Linked DNA regions of Sus scrofa: region 2 is linked to region 1. The links are chromatin contacts, called in public Hi-C maps. All regions are on one chromosome and are shown on one strand. Each heading gives the region's core, a stretch centred on a gene start, on an enhancer-like site or on the middle of the called end of the contact. The rest is flanking DNA. Distances are from core to core; before and after follow the strand shown. Region 1 overlaps ATF7IP (activating transcription factor 7-interacting protein 1). Region 2 holds the start of ATF7IP (activating transcription factor 7-interacting protein 1).

Region 1 (5,853 bases), core at 866-3,365:
CCTTCATTAAAACTCTATAATGAACAATGAAAGGAAAGTGCTTTCCTGAATACCCGTATATTCTCAAAAAGTTACTCTCCTCTAAACTCCCAGAATACTAATTTAACATTATTACTATATTCACAACCTTGTATTTAATGGCTTTTGATTTAATTCTTGTCAGAATTCTCAGGGCAAATAATAAGTTTTACCTTTAAATCCCCAAGCCAAGAAGATCCTGGCCTTTCTATACACATAGGTTGAATGAGTGAATGAGAATGCTCTTTAGAAATGAAGTCAACTTTTAGTAAGAAAAATTGACATGGGGGGGGTCTCTGTATCTTCTAGGCCTGCCTTTTTTTTCTCCCTTTGAACAAACTAAAAACCAGATGTTATGCCTCTTGTTACAAGGTTACTCTTCTCCCAGGGCTCTGAGGGTAAGAAAATGTGATACAATGAGAACATAAGGGTATTCTATGCCAGTCTGAAAGAAACTGAGCAAAGTTTCACATAGGAATGATGTTGGGAGTTTTTCTCATTCTCTCCTTAGAGAGATGGGAAAGATAGACACTGACCAAATCACGAAGTTTATACACTTTTTATATAACAAGTTTGAAACTACCCTAAAGTAATAAGGATCTAATGAAAGAGAGGAACACAATCAAATAAAAGATTTGAATTAGAGACCATACAGAGAATGAGGGGAGTAGGTTGGGCAGAATCAAGAAGGCTGAAGAAGCAAATGGATAAAGTCTTTATCAAACAGATAATTAGGCCTCCAGATTTCTGGCTTCCAGCAATGGTGGTATCATTCCCTGGCAAAGATTATTAAAAGAATCATATGCCAACAGGAAAATTAATCGTAAAATGAGATTTGTTACATTTGAAGCAAATAAACCAGTAGGCTGTTAGAGTCAAAGTATTTGGTTGCTATGTGGTAAGAAGAACAATTACTAGGATTTTGATAAATTATGTACTGGAAATTGCTATGTCATAGTGTTATATTGGTTCACCTTATCTCTGTTCCCAGCCTATAGGCCCCTTAAGGGCAAGGGCCATATTTTACTTATTTTATCTCACTTCTCAGCACTTCACACAATGCTGCTCTCAGAGTGGTTCTTTGTAAATTCTGAATTCTGTGAAGTTAAGAATCCATGAAATTAAGAGATTACACTAGTCACCACCATTCTCAACTTTCTCTGCAACTAGAAGAAATTTAAAACTTCATGAGAATGTTTTACTGAGCAGTTTATTAAAGCTAATCAAAATTTAAATAATATTCTAACCTGGAGAGCATGTCTCATTTTGTGATATAACTTCAGACTCATCTTTTTCACCCGAAACATCCTCTTCATCAGAGAGGACCAAAAAGGCTTCTTTTGGTAAACTCTCACTACTGTCTTGTTTAGATGGTGAACCAAAAGAACCTTCCATCTTCTCTTCCAAATCTGTATTTGTCTCATCAATTGGAAGGAGAGAAGCTTTAGAAAAGCAAGTAAGTTCATCTTCAGCAGGTGCAAGCTTTTCCAAAATAGGAATAATTTCATCTGTCTCCATAGAATCTGTATTTTCTAAGATATTCTCATTTTTGTCATCTTTCATAACATTTTCACTAATCGTTTCTGCAAGGTCTGAAGAATTTTCTTCTTGATTCTTTTCACTTTGGTCAATTTCCATACTGCTAGATATAGCCTCCTCTCCAAGAGCAGATTCTGTAATGGCATCTTCTTCTACCTTCTTTTCAGGAGACAGATCTGAAGAAATAATTGTATCATCTGTTTCTAGAGCCTCTTCATCAGCATCAATATTACTATCAGCTTTATTTTTCTCATCAAATGAGAAAATTTGATCTAACTTTTCATCATCCCCCTTTTTCTCAAGAAAATCATCATTTTTATTGCTACAGGACTCTGCACTGTCAGTTTCAGGAACTGGTTCACAAACTGGCACAGAACTTGGTTCAAAGGTGGGATCAATGCCTGATTCAGAAGATGGTTCATCAGAAGTTGGTTCATCAGAGGCTGGGTCAACAGAATCTGAATCACCAGGAGCTGGATCACCAGAAGCCAGATCGCCAGAGGCTGGATCATCAGAGGCCAGTGATCCAGAGGCCAGATCACCAGAAGCTGGCTCATCAGAGGCTGAATCAATGGAGACCCGTTCAGTGGAGACTGATTCACCAGGGACTGGTACACCAGGGAGTGAGTCACTGGAGACCAGTTCACCAGAGACTGTCTCACTGGAGACCAGTTCAGTGGTGACCATTTCACCGGAGATCAGTTCACTACAGGCAAGATTACCAGAGACAGCATCACCAGAGGCAGGATCAACAGAGGCGGGATCAACAGAGGTGGGATCCACAGAAGTGAGATCACCAGAGGTTAACCCTTCAGAGGCCAGATCTCCAGAGGCAGAATCTCCAGAGCCTGTACCTCCAACAGCCAGATCGCTGGAGGCTATATCACCAGAAGACGGTTCAGCAGTCAGTTTAGAAACTAGTTCAGGAGTTATATTATTAGGAAACAAAGGTTCACATTTCAAATCATCATCCTGCTTGTTTTTTACATTAACATTTAAGGTACAGGGTGTTTCTTTCCACTCTGATTTACTTTTTTCAGAGTCAAAACAAAGCTCTTCTTCAATGCCATTCACCTCTTCCTTGTCATTAATATAATCCATATTTTCCAAAGGTGAGGTTGGGTCCAAATCACCATTTTCATGGTTGCCATTTAACAGCTTGACATCAGTTTTCAACAGTTCTTCTTTGACCTTGTACACTGCTTCAAGTTGTTGACGATCACTCACTCTCATTGTTTTTCGAGCCTTAAAGACTTTTTTCTGTGGTTCTTCTATACCATCCATTTTGAATCTTTAAAAAGAAAGAGAGAGATAGAGTTTAATAATTGAAACAGAAGTCACCTAATTATAGACTTACTATAAACTGATCTTCTAAGCAAGCAGCACTTTATGTAATTTTGAAATAGTGACATATAAAAAAGCATAATCCTTGCTATGTTTTAATTTTCATATTTATTGCTTTTACATAGTATGAAATTGATAATAGATATAGTTCATAAAAGATTACTAGGCAGTATTAGGGAAAAAGTGACTAATTCCTAGTTTTCACTCTCAGTAAGCTAATAGATTCAGAGTCTGGAAGAGCTACATAAGCATAAAAATATACATGAAGTAAAAAAGTAGTTGTGTAAGGAAAAATAAAAGTATGAGAATAAAAGCAGTAGGAGAATCAAAGAGAGGTATAGAGATAAGGGGAAAAAACACAGGAGAATTAAGAAACAGAAGAGTACATCTGCAACCAAGGATATCTAAATTAACAATTGTAAACATATCAATAAGAGATTACTATCAAGAAAGTAAAAAGACAACTCACAATAGAAGGAAATACAGTTGACCCTTGAATATTAGGAGCTTGAATTTCATAGGTTCACTTAAACTTGGATTTTTTTTTTCAATAAAAACATACTAAAATACTAGATGATCCACAGTTGGTTGAATCTGCAGATACAGAGAGCCAACTGTAAAGTTATACAAGGATTTTCAACTGTGAAGAAAGGGTCGGCATCCTTAAAACCCACATTTTTCAAGGGTCAACTGTATTTGCAAACCATAAATGTGCAAATAATGTATCTGATAAGAGACTTGCATCTGGAAAATATAAAATACTGTTACAACTGAAAAGTAACAACAAAAAACAATTTTAAAATGGGCAAAGGACTTGAACAGGCACTTCTCTAAAAGATAAATAGCCAATAGCCAATAAGCAATAAACATGAAAAGATCCTCAATATCATGAGTCACCAGAGAAAAACCACAATGAGGTAATACCTAATACACACCACGATTGCTATATCAAAGAAAATAATGGGTGCTGCCTCATACAATGGCAGTGGAGCTATAAAATGGGGCAACTACTTTGGAAACATGCTGAACAATTAATCATTAATTTTTAATTTTTCCCCTTTTTTGTAATGTATGCATGTAAAGCTATAAATTTCCCTCTAAGCACTGCTTTAGCTGCATCTCACATTTTATTATGTCATATTTTCATTGTTGTTCTATTAAAATATTTTCTAATTTCCACTGTGATTTCTTCTTTTATCTGTTACTTTAAAAGTATGTTTCTCTAAAAAAAAAGTAATACATTAGTACCTCATGAAGCACATGTAAAAAATAGAAGGTTGATTTAATATTAAAAAAAAAACCCCAAGCAATGTAGGTTACCAGTGAGTCATGAAGCATTTTTACTTATTTTTAAAACATACTTTATTTTAGGCCTAACCAAGGCGTCCGCTTGTAAAAATATTGTAGAGCCCTAAGCCCCAGTTCCTCAAATTGTTATTTTATTTGGATGGTCTTTGCAAAGATAATCAAGTTAAAATAGGGTCATTAGGGTGGGCCCTAATTCTGTATAATTAGTATCCTTATAAAAAGGCAGATATCTGGGGACGGACGCACACATGCACTTGTGCGCATGCACACATGGGAGAACACTGACTTCGTGAAAACTGGGGTTAGTCAGCCCAGCCATAGCTAGGAGAGATCCTTCTTTAGCTCTGTGGAATAGATCTTAGCTCCTTCAGTGGGAGCATGGCCCTATCAACACCTTGATTTCAGACTTCTAACCTCCAGAAATGTAAGACAACATAGTTCTGTTTTTTAAGAAAAAAAAAAATTTTTTTTTTCAAGCAATGTGATTTACCACATAAACAGAATAAAGGGTGAAAATAAAAGATCATCTCAACCAACAGAATATTCATTCAATGAACAAAATTCAATACCTCACTCATAATTAAAACTCTCAGAATCTAAGAATAGAAGGAAAAAGCTTGAACCTAATAAAGATTAGCTACAAAAAAATGCAGATATCACACTTAACAGTAAAGTAAGATCGGTAAAGGGTTAAAGCAAGTAAAGTAAGATAAGGATGCTATCACAGTTTCTGTGTTAACATCTGGCCAGTAGTAAGGCAAAAATTTGGTCCTAGAGGAAGACAACATTGCCAGTCTGTAGGAATAAAACAAAATATCCCTTAAGGACTAAGATAGACCAGGATCAAGAATACTGCTTTTACATTGGATTTTTATTTAACATCATCATTTCCAGTGGGAATGATGTTATGATACATTTGCTTTGGTTGGAGAAAGGAAAAAAAGCAGCCTCTGAAGTTTGGGACCTTTATCTGAGGCTCAAAGCTAGGCCTCAATGTTATTATAAACTGATCCAATGCTGGACACAAAACAACCTCAACATTCAGTTTAGACAAGGTCACTCACTGTGTAACCCAGCAACCCATAAAATACTAAACATTGCCCTATCTGACTAAAGGGGTGATGGCTACTTTTTTATCAATTGCAGCTTTATCCTGACTGTAGTTTATCCTCCCTATAGATAACAGTTACTGAGAAACTCAAGCATAGAATTGCCCCTACTTTGCAACAGCACTGAATCCTGAGTAAGGCTCTACTTCTCAAAACTTCCCCCACCAAAATCCAACCTATACTATAACTAAACACTTTATCAGGTTTTAATAACATCCTCTTACTGATATGCCTCACAGTGTCTCCTTGGTGAGCACTCTCCCTCAGTGCAACAAATAACAAACCCAACTTTTTCAATTATAGGTATATTCCTGGTGTTCCACTGTTCTCCAGCTGAAAGGCATAAAACAAGGGCCCAGACCATTTGTTGGAAGCCAGTAAAACTTGAGAACCAACCATTTTGCCTGTGGTACAAAATCTGCATTCATTCTCTCACTTGAAGACAATTACTAATATTTCTTAGTCTTTCTATCCTTTTAATTTAAATTTTAAAACTGAGTAAAACTAATTACAAAGATCACCTTAAAATTAAGCA
Region 2 (5,853 bases), core at 2,146-4,645, 58 kb after region 1:
AACATTCACTACAGAAAAATATGCAAAATAACTTCAGACAGAAAAGTCACCAAAAATGAGAAAGTTATTTATATATTAAATAAATTTCAACTTCACTAGTTATCAGAAAAAAAAAAAAAATTAAGGAGCTACTATTTTCAACCACCAAGTTGAAAGTGGTATGGGAAATGCTCTTCAAAAAAACTAAGTTTTTATCAATTTTGTAAATTACTTTCAGAGCAACAATAATTTCAAAGAAATACTATGAGACGCAGATCATGACTCATGTAGAGGATATTCACTGTAGTATTATTTAGAATACAGAAATTGTCAACAAAATGGTCAACAAAAAAGGAAAGGTTTAATAGGTCACAATACATTCTTATTAAAGATAAAAATACTATGTGGCCATTTAAAAATGTATGTCAAGGAGTTCCTGTTGTGGCTCAGTGGGTTAAGAATCTGATTAGTATCCATGAGGATGAAAGTTTCATCCCTGGCCTCGCTCAGTGGGGCACTGGCGCAAACTGAGGCATAGGTTGCACACACAGCTTAGATTTGGCATTGCTGTGGCTGTGGTAGAGGCCAGCAGTTGCAACTTCAATTTGACCCCTAGACTGGGACTTCCATTTGGATTTGATAACTTGGGATATTTTCACAAAATAAATATTATGTAATAATTAGAAAACATATTTCAAAAGAGTAAAATTGGTAAATAGCCACAATACGAAGTTAAAGGAGCAGGAATGAAATTATGATCCAAATGATAAACTAATTTATCAATCAATAAATGGGAAAGTCACAAAAATCACAAAAACATCTAGTGTGTTATCAATTTTCAACATTTTCCAAATGTGTTATAATAAGTTTTAAAAGTTTAATAAAGATATCACATATTCAAATCACAATTTAAAGAAAAAATATTCAAATCACAATTTAAAGAAAAAAGAAATGTTAATGGTTTCTGGTTCAATTATTCAAACCTTTTATTCCTAAACTAAATTTATATTTAAAATTTACAAACCTAAAAAGATTTCAAATGACACCCAGTAACTTAGTACTCATTCTGTAACCTAGTCTTAATGTTCATATATGCTACATATGGGTCATCATATCTCCTAAACTAAAATTCCAAAATATGCTTGTTATTGACAGAGTACTAGTGAACAAAGACTATATGTTCCGACAATTCATTAATATTAGTTTTAAGTTTACAGAACTATACTTGCCTTTCTAACAAACAAGACAATAAAACTGTCCAATAAATGTTTACATAGTACACTATGTTTTTCAGTGTTTTCAGTATCTCTTATGATCTTCAACATTAACATAAAAAGGCAATCATTGGTGTATGCAAATGAAAACATAAGCTTAAATATACAAACCAAAATACTTCACTTTCACAGAGGGAACCATGCCCTACGATAAAAGTTCTTTTCTTAACCTAAATATGTATGCGTATTCAGATAAACATATACATACACACAGATACAGAAAATACAACATATTTCCATCTCTAAAACACCTGCAACAATGTCTAGAGGGTGGTGGAGTATGCTGGATAACCACCCCCAAAGCATACAAGGGGAAAGATTACACAGTATCCCTCTAAATATATTTCTGGGTAGGAGACTTCAGAGGTCTGTAAATCATATCAACAACAAATGTTCTGTTGAGAAAAAAAAGAATTGTTCCTATCACTGCATTCTACCTCCTATGTGATGTCATTTTTTAAAAATTCAGCAACCAAAAGTTCAATTGCATCTACTTAGTACTTCTCAACAGTGCTTTAAGCAATAAAGGCCCTAAACCAACCAAGATTACAAAGCAACAGCCACTTCTTCGTTTGACAGGTGACTGACTTAGAGTTACATAACCAACCAAGAAAAACAACTGTTATATATACAAACCACAGATAAAGTTTATGACAACCATTTACAAGTTTTCAGTCCAGTAAGAAATAATTTGCACAACAGTAAAATTATATCAAATTGTATAAAACTTCTCCCAGAGGCTCATATAAGATTCAAATATAATGACACTAACATTTTAAACTAAAATAATAAGTAGCACACTTATAACTACTTCTTTAAGAAACTACTTCTTTTAAGAAACTACTTCTTTAAGAAACCAGGAACACACAATTTTAAAAAATCAAACACAATTTTATCTTATATGTATAAATGACATTTTTTTAATCAACTGTTTTCTTGATGGTTCACGATGTCCTAATAAAGGCCTCAGTGTAGTTGAGAGTTCTTTGCAGAATTCTTTAACAGAAAAATGTATCAAGTTTTAGTGTTCTATTTCACATATCATTACAAACAAAACGCTAAGAAAATGACTTAATTTTAAAAGTCAGAGTAATAAAAATAATCTAACTGCAGCGGTAATGGACAAGTGACAGGGAGAGAAAAAATGTGAAACTCAAATGCATGAAAGATCAAAAGTACACACTGATTAAAACTTCACTAAGGATCAAATATTTTTAAAAAATAAATACGCAAGTAGATTGAGGTTTCCTTTCAAACGTTATATAAGTTCTTCCAAAGCTCCTTGCCTTCATATTTCCAAAATTCAAACTGTTTCCATTTTGAAAACATTCCATAACAGGACTGGTAAAAATAGGGTTAAAAATGTATTTGCAAATATGCAGTTCAAATAAATGCACTTCCCGTGATAACACCACTAGGTGCTGATCTTTATCTCCCTAAATATACAATTGAATCCAGCACTGTCCCAAAAGTGAAATTAAAATCGAGAACCACAAGTGGGCAATCATTTTTACAGAAAACTAAGTACACAGCTTCTCAAAGAATCGGAGAAATATCATAAAAAAGTCTGAGGTCGGTACAGGAATACAACATAAGAGAAACGTTTTTCTTGAAAAGTGAGGGAATTTAAGCGTAACAAAATGAAACCCCTCAAGAATGAGGAAAATTAAATCTAGAACCCGAATGGCGTCCAACAAGAACATTAGATCTTGAAAATGAATATTGCGCTTGCGCAGCCACCGCCCCGCCAGCTGCACAACTGCAGCTAGAGCCCGACCCCGCAAGATCACGTGCTCCCATGCAGCGTCCGCCCGCAGCTCCGCAACCGCGCAGGCGCAACACAACTCCCGCAGCCGCCATAATGCGGTCTTGACTCTTCAGAAATACAATAGTAATTTAAGAAAATGTTGTTCTATCAGCCCAAGGGACTCAAAGATACCTTTTGGGGCGGGAGATGAGGGAGGGGGAACCAAGTTCCTTCCTACAGAGTCGCCCGGCGCAGCCGTCCCCTCCGCTGCCGCCTCAGTCTCGCGCGCTTCAGTCTCCGCGCCGCGCCGCGCCGCGCCGCCGCCGCCGCCGCCGCCGCCTCCGCAGATTCAAAAACAAACCCGCTTCTCCCTTGCACGCGCCGGGGCCGTTATGCAAATCATTATAGGCGGGGCTCAGTGGTCGTAATATTGGCCACGCCCACTGTGCTTTCATCCAATAGGCTCACGGAATGGCCGTTCCCCATGCAAATCTTCTGGTTTTTTATTTGAATGAGAAATATTGGCCCCGCCTCCCGCCGTGGAAAAGAGAAGGAAGTCTGAGGTGGTGGCGCTGCGCCTCTGTGTTGCAGTGAGGTGTGTATTATGAGTGGAGCTTTGCTCAACTAGTGAGTAGTACTTTGTGAGCGCCCTCTATGAGCCTTAGAAAAGAAGGAAGGAAGGAAATAAGTGGGTGAAAGTTAAAAAGCTGAGGAAAAGATTTTCAAAAAAGGCTGGAGCATGTTGATTTATCATTTGTGTTAGCTTACAAAATATACTTTAAACTGTTTAAGTCATGAGGGAATGGCGCAAACACATCTTTTCTTTCCGTTGTTCTGTGTCAGAGCAAGCGCTTCTAGTCATACCCTTCCACCAGAAGTTGTATCCCTGTTATACAGTTTTATAATTGGGAGCCAACAAGTAATGAAGGCCACAAGGTGTAATGAAGAAGATGCAAGTATATTTGTTGGAAGATCTAGGCTCACGTCCAGCTTACATACCTGTTTCTTGGAATAAGTGTTTTACTCAATTTTCTCATGCCTGTAATTCAAATGGTTTGAGAGGGCAAAATGGTAGGATAACCCGTAAATGTGTTTTGCAAAGCAAAACAGCCTGAGAAGTAGATCGAGAGGATTTTAATATCACTTCTCTCTGAAATTAATCTACTCATTCAATATTTAATTAGCAATTCCTGTGTTCCAGACCCATATTAGGTGCCTGTCCTCAAGCAGTCTATTACAGTGGAGAAGACAAAAAAGTAAACAGGAAGAATTTGTAAGTAATAAGAAATCAGTATATGGTGGTTAATTATTTTTATAATTTGGGTCCTTCAACTTAGAAATACTGCCTGGCTTTTAGGAGAAACCCCTCATCCATAGTTAGAGAATCAGCAGTGCCTTCCCAGAAGAGGTCATCACTAACATGAGAATTGATTTAATAGGGTTCCCTTGTCTAAAAGTTGGATTTTATTGTAAGAACAAACAATGAGGAATAATTTAAAAGGTTTTAAGTTAGGAAATAACACAATTAGATTTTCATTGCTTAATTGCTAAGCTTTGTAAAGTCCTTGGTACTGAACATAGTACATGGGTGCACAAAAAGTTACAAATAGAGGCTCAGTTATAACAAAGTATGTATTATAATTTATTTTGTACATAGTGCTCAATTATAAGTTAGATGTTCAATACCAATATTTAAAATTCCATTCTATAATTAGAGAAATGGGATTGGAAGAAGGTTTCATTCATTAGGTTTCTCCTTGACTTCTATAAGCACATACAAAGGAATCTTTTTTTTTTTTTTTTTTTTTTTTGTCTTTTGTCTTTTGTCTTTTTAGGGGCCACACCCACAGCATATGGAGATTCCCAGGCTAGGGGTTGAATTGGAGCTGTAGCCACCAGCCTATGCCACAGCCACAGCAAAGGGTTCCAAGCTGCGTCTGCGACCTACACCACAGAGTTAACTAGATCCTTACTTAACCCACTGAGCAAGGCCAGGGATCAAACCCAGGTCCTCATGGGCATGGATACTGGTCAGGTTCATTAACCACTAAGCCATGATGGAAACTCCTTTTTTTTTTTTTTTTTAATAATTCATTCTCAATCATCCTGGCTAATGGCAAAGGGGAAATAATTGAGCATAAACTCACCAACTGATCAGTTTTCTTAGATGTCATATTCTAGACTTGGATCCCTAAAACTCCAGTTAGATAGTTTTATTATCTTTGAATCCCCCCAAACATCCTCAAACACATGTTTATAGTCTCCTCAGCCATTCTACTTGCTGCTTAATCTAACTATTCTTTCATTGTTTCATTCAATTAGTATAGCCTTTATTTTTTACTCACACACTACTCTAAGCAATGGAGATACCCAGAAGAAATGACACTACCTCTGACAGGGAAAAAGTAATATATTCAGATAAACATTATGAGACCATTACTATCATGGAGGTATATATTAAGTATAAAAGAAATGTAAAATAAGAGAAGCTAAATCTTTCTCATGCAATGTGGGAAAATTTCACAGAAGAAGTGATATTTGATTTGGCTCATAATGTAGAACTTAAAGTGGCTGTCAGAATAAGTACAAAAGAAAGAGCAAAAGAAAGTTAGATAAAATTGAAATGCAAAGACACTGAAGAATGTAAAAGCCATGGCTTCAATTTATAGGGAGGATGATATTCAAAATATCTATCAATCACTCTGGTACCAAGCACTAACCAATTAGAATAGAAGGTTTGAAGATCCCCTACTTTGTCAGATATTAACCCTCTACTTGTAGGATTATGGAGAGGTCCAGGGGTTCTTTAGCTGGGGACTAAGACAGACTACCTGGTCAAAGGAGTATTCATGG

The links. A called contact is a pair of places that touch in the nucleus more often than the background predicts.
Region 2: a contact with region 1 is called in a Hi-C map of alveolar macrophages, with 1.7 times the contacts expected there. The contact joins the promoter of ATF7IP here to the enhancer-like site in region 1. A contact is called at or near these places in 2 of 5 promoter capture datasets (fetal liver and fetal skeletal muscle), 7 of 47 Hi-C or Micro-C datasets (alveolar macrophages, blood, epiblast stem cells and 3 more) and 1 of 2 datasets of contacts at active chromatin or transcription factors (alveolar macrophages).

Annotation. Positions count from the first base shown.
Region 1 is chr5:58,090,121-58,095,973 of Sscrofa11.1, forward strand. It overlaps ATF7IP (activating transcription factor 7-interacting protein 1), which reads right to left. Exons shown (of 15, transcript XM_003126462.5): 2 at 1,266-2,848. The coding sequence starts at 2,841. Among named protein-coding and RNA genes, the nearest start is that of ATF7IP, 57 kb to the right of the region's middle. Within about 2 kb of position 2,116, at least 1 of the 83 cell types and tissues checked has an H3K27ac peak or open chromatin away from gene starts, as enhancers often do. A contact at or near this core is called in alveolar macrophages, where this site is marked.
Region 2 is chr5:58,146,585-58,152,437 of Sscrofa11.1, forward strand. It overlaps ATF7IP (activating transcription factor 7-interacting protein 1), which reads right to left and starts at 3,396. Exons shown (of 15, transcript XM_003126462.5): 1 at 3,193-3,396.